Linked DNA regions of Triticum aestivum: region 2 is linked to region 1. A link is a contact called in public Hi-C data. All regions are on one chromosome and are shown on one strand. The core of a region is the stretch at or near the end of the contact, and the rest is flanking DNA. Distances in the headings are between cores, read along the strand shown.

Region 1 (2,603 bases), core at 37-2,536:
ACGTTGCTGTCATCCGCAAACACAACCACACCGTCCATCTTCCTCTCCCGGATCACCCTACATGACACGAGAAAACCAATCATCATCAGTAATAAGTCACCTTATACTCTCTGTTACAGGCAGGCAGGCTATCTGGCTATGAGTAGTAGGAACTAGTAGGGAAGTGTGCGCATACCGTAGGGCGTGGAGGCGCATGCGGTTCTCAGTGGCGTGGCGGTCGGCCCATTCGAGGGGCATTTTTTCCGGGAAGGGGACGTGGACGAAGGTGAGGCTGGAGCGCGCGAGCATGGAGGCGGTGGCGTTGGTGACGCCGCCGGCCTCGACGACGATCCAGGTGAGCGGGTAGGGCACGTTGCGGAGCGAGTGGAGGAGGCCGGTGAGGTGGAGCGCCTGGAAGGCGCGCGAGTAGGTCGGGGTGACGACGAGCACCTGGCGCGGCTCCCTGACGCCGTACCAGCGGCGCTGCTCCTCCTGCACGCGCTCCATGATCCGGTGCGCGCGCATGACCTCGACGGGGTCGGGGTGCGGCCAGGGGCGGATCCGAATCCCGTGGCGGCCGACCACCACGTGGCTCTGCGTGCTCCCGGCGGCCTCCTCGAGCGCGGCGGCGGTGAGGTTGTCCGGGTTGGACGGGGGCGGGTTGCCCGCGGCGGCGAAGGAGAGGGTGAAGGTGTTGGTGGTGGTGGTCGTGGTGGTGGTGGTGGTGGTGGTGGTGGTGATGGCGCGGAGCACGGCCGACTTGTTGTTGGAGGTGGCGGCGTAGAGCGCGCTGCTGGAGAAGAGCAGGAAGAAGAGGAGCCTGGAGAAGCGGAAGCCGAGGAAGAGCGAGATGAGGCAGCAGAGCGCGTGCAGCAGGAACCAGAAGGTGGAGGAGGAGGCCGTCCGCCCGCCCGCCCCGGCGCCCGCGCCGACGCCGTCGGGGCCCCCCGCGCCCTCGACCCCGCTGACGGAGGAGCGCGCCGCCGACGCCGCCGCCGAGCGCCGCAGCTGGCTCTGCGGCAGCAGCTGCTTCATCATCGCCGCCGCGGCCGGATCTGGTGGGCTCCCTCCGCCGCCACCGCCTCGCCCTGCGGATCAATCGGCCGCAGTCGCTCGTCGGTGGGTAGATGGTCCGCGGCGATAGGTTTTGAGGGGGGAGGGGAACACGGGGGGAGGTAGGTGGTGGGTGGAGAAGTGCGGTGCACGAAACTGCGGGTGCGGTGGCCTGGCTATCGTTGGTCAGGTGTGGAAAAGGGTGGGAGGGGATGGGATGGGATGGGTTTGGTGCCGGACGGGGACGGAGGCGTGAGGGAGGCCGGGCCCGAGCGCGTCGGGTCGGGGTTGAAACTTGGACGGGGAGAGGAAGCCGGGCGGAAGGGGTCGGGCCGGACCGGGCCGGCGGGCGGGTCGTCAGCGTTTCCAAGCGTGTTCGGCGGGCGGCGTCCTTGTCTTTTCCACCTTGTTTTTTTTCGATCTCTACTTTTTTTTCTCTCTCTTTCTTGTACGAGTTACATTTTATTTGCTTATTGATTTTATATATTTCTTGGCACCGCATGGGACATGTGGTTAGCAAACTTAAAATTCGAAAAAATAATTCTGGCACTATGTTTTCTTTTTAGTGGCGTCTAATATACTATATTTTTAGCCGAACGTTTACAATGATTGACGCGGCTGCAGCTGCGGGGGTCGGCGCGGGCTGGGCTCCTGGTCTGTGACAGGCTGCCGGTGCCAACCGTGTTTGACTTGCGAGCAGAAAGCGTAGTGTCGGTTTAGGCGACTTGCTTACGACTCGTTTGCTGGTTTAACATTGTTTTCCTAGAAGAAAAAAATACGGCAGACTCGCCAGCTAGAGGCGAGCTTTTTCATTTGTTTGGTCGAAGTTCCCCACCTAGAATTTCTTATTGCTCTTCTTTTATTCTTGAGTGGCAGTGGCAAGATCGACATGGAGCACGGCGGCATGGAGAGACATGAGACAGAACAATATTCTTTTTTATTTTTGCAGGACAATCATTCTTTTGACTTCGAATTCTGCCTAGCTGTGCCCTTCCACCCTCCACATGTCAGGCAGAGGAGAGAAAGAGGTGTGCTAAGATGAGGACGAGGGAAACCGTCCGGGCCATCGGATCCTTATCCTATGGTTCAAAAATGCCTGTTGCCGAAATGAAAAATAGTATGACAGCCCCGAAAGGTAAAACATGAAGCAGCATTTAACCTCCACAGCTGCGAGGCACATTTCTGCATCGCTCGTTACAGACATAAGCGAAGAAACAGGTGCGCACCCAAACTGTACCCATGAAAAGGTGATCTCTAGTCTATGAACACCAAATTAATACCACTTCCACATACAGCAAAACAGGAGGGCTGCTCCCAGAAAAGGACCTCTGGCAGACGACACACACGGTGGTCCAGCACTCTTCATGGGTAGCCAGTTGACTGGATCGCACCAACAAGCATTCAAGCTGCTCTTCCGAACGAATAGATAATCATCTCAAGGATCAACGCGACCACCCCACCATACCATATTCCGAATTCTTTCCATGCCATTACAACAAGGCCGTTCTCCAGCCAACAATTGAGCAATTGCTTCTGGCTCTTATGCATACAGTTACACAGCAATGGGTACA
Region 2 (2,603 bases), core at 75-2,574, 170 kb after region 1:
CACCCTAATTTTATACTAGACCCAATGGCACCATAATTTTATAGGCCATCCACTAGATATACTTGATTTGTGATGTTGCAGCATTTGGGGAGACAAAATTTAGTTGACATTATATGAGGGGGGTCATACTACTACCACCAATATGCGTAGAAGTAAAAGAAGCATTAACAATCACAAACGATCATATTAGCTATGAAACAGTATGGATCTTCTCATGACAATCCTTTCGAGTCGTCCACTTGGATTGTATCCAATTCAATCAATCGGATCTAGTCCATGACTTCAATCGGCTTTGGATGTCATTCCCCGTAACGTCCATGCACTATGCATGAATGGTTTCCCGTCGACGAGCACCGGTTGCCAGCCATTCTCTGCTAGGCAATGTCGGGAGAGGTAGAGGTGTCCATGTCACCCGCCCTTGTCGTCTAAGGTGTACACGTCAACATAGGTTTCTTCTTGGGCCGCTGCTGATGAGGAGGTCATGAAGAACTTATGCTCCTTGTTGGACGGACTGAATCCCAAGGCCACATTAAATTGCTGTTGCCCTGGGAAGCGCCACCTTCTCACCCTTCTCGTCGTTGTAGACATTGACAAGGTTGTAACTACCGGGATTATTGATGCGACACATGGCCCTCTCGGAACAGACGTTGAGGACACCGGCCTCGACGCACCCGTTGTGCTCACGGCTCTTTAAAGCCAAGAAAGCCTCAACCTCGTAGCGGCACATGATTCAGTTTTTTCATTTTTTCAGTTTTGTTTCCTTGTTTCCTTTAGGTTTTTGTTTATTCTTTTCATTTTATTTTTTGTTTTTCTACTTTATTTTATTTTTTCATTTCTTCTGCTTCTTGTGTATTATAGAGAAAATTCCACCGTGTATTACAAAAATGTTTATCGTATATTAAAAGAATGTTCATTGTATATTACAAAAAAGTTCACTGTGCATTATGAAGATGTTCATCGTATATTAAGAAATTTTTCAACGTATATTCCAAAAATGTTCAGTGTGTATTAAAAATTGGCTAATGTATATTACAAAAAAAGTTCACTATATTACAAAAATATTCATTGTATATTACAAAAGATTCAGCATGCATTATACAAATTTTCATTGTATATTAAAAATTCAACGTATATTACAAAAATGTTCAATGTGTATTTAAAAAATTGTGAAATAAAAAGCGACCGAAACACCAGTTCACTACAGTGAACCCGATACTGGCAGGCCACTACAGAGAACCGGGTTCAAAATGGGCCGGTCCAGTTAGTTCCCGCTCTGTGCGAAGGGTCATCAATCTGACGCCCGCAGGCGCGCTCTAGCCCGTTACCCGTGCTGTTCTGTTCGGCTGTTCCCATCCAGATCGAGCCATCCTCACTCCGCCGGCTCCACGATTGGCCTGGCCGCTCCGGCGCCCGCCTCCCTCCTCCACTGACTTCCCCGGCCCCGGTGGCCCTTGCTCCCCAGTCCTCTCGTTCCCCATAAAGCCGTCCTCACTCTCTCACGCCCCCCGCCCGCGGCTGCGCTTGACTCCAAACTCGGCGACCTCCGAGCACGAGCAGTCTCGCCGTCATTGTCCACTGCCGCCGGCGAGCTCCGGCCGGTGACGTCCTGAGGGCCTGAACGCGACAGGTAAACGCCGCATCGAGCGCAAGTGCTCTAGGTACTAACTAGTGTGATTGTAGAAATTACAAGTACACTCCTACAGGCTACAGTGCCAAGTTCAATACTACTCTACTTCAGTAGTTCAGTTCAGTCTCTACTTAAGTATTTTCTGCAAGTGAAGAATAGATCGATAAATGGTATGGGTGATCAACTCATGAACCATTGCTTGGTGACTTTTATTGAGCGAGCTATATTCTTGAGAGCAAGTGAAGTGATGTAGGAGTTGTTGATGCTTTTAGGGCAATGCAAAAGCGGAAAGTAGTTTAATGTTGAAATTTTGTACTCATGTTGTCTTTTATTCTTGTAAGGCTATTTCATCTTGCCAACCAATCGTGTTGTTACATTTGCAAATTTCAAACATACTCCCTTTGTAAAGAAATATAAGAGCGTTCTGACTAAGCTATTTATATGGCTCTTTCGGTCAATTTTGTATTATGTGTGTGACATCAGTAAAAAAAAATGGAGGTGGCACACCCTGTAACTTGCTCTTGGCTCTGCTTCTGCTGCGATGAGTTGTTGTTCTGAAATGGGAATTGTTGGGACTTGAGACACAGGCTCTTGGTATTATGAATTTGATTCTTTAGTTGCAAAGCTTATGTTGTTTAAAATGGCTTGAACATTCTGTCCCTTTTTGTTTTGCAGAATTTGAAGTACAACTTTCTGCTTCTTTATTCTGCGCTCTTGAATGCTTGGCATCTGCGGTGCCTGCACGGACTTGCATTTAAGACCTACAATTTGATGAGAAGAAGATTGGCAGAACATTTATCTTACATTCCCAGATCTCTTTCCTTGATACAACTCAAGGAAATGTCCTCATTTTCTGCTGGTCATGGACGCCGGCCGAAGAAGAAGCTTTACCACCGTGAGCCTGACCTTGACAAGGCCATGGACCTCCAAAAGAAGCCCGCTCTCCTCCTTCGTCTCCGTGAGCTCATCTTGGCCC

Evidence for each region. A called contact is a pair of places that touch in the nucleus more often than the background predicts.
Region 2: a contact with region 1 is called in a Hi-C map of leaf, with 5 times the contacts expected there. The contact joins the promoter of LOC123165692 here to the promoter of LOC123170097 in region 1. A contact is called at or near these places in 2 of 5 Hi-C or Micro-C datasets (both in leaf).

Annotation. Positions count from the first base shown.
Region 1 is chr7D:551,908,767-551,911,369 of IWGSC CS RefSeq v2.1, forward strand. It overlaps LOC123170097 (probable beta-1,4-xylosyltransferase IRX14), which reads right to left and starts at 1,287. Exons shown (of 3, transcript XM_044587940.1): 1 at 176-1,287; 2 at 1-57. The coding sequence starts at 1,017. It overlaps LOC123164616 (EH domain-containing protein 1), which reads right to left. Exons shown (of 16, transcript XM_044582155.1): 16 at 2,468-2,603.
Region 2 is chr7D:552,074,302-552,076,904 of IWGSC CS RefSeq v2.1, forward strand. It overlaps LOC123165692 (protein WHAT'S THIS FACTOR 1 homolog, chloroplastic), which reads left to right and starts at 1,325. Exons shown (of 5, transcript XR_006483088.1): 1 at 1,325-1,627; 2 at 2,303-2,603.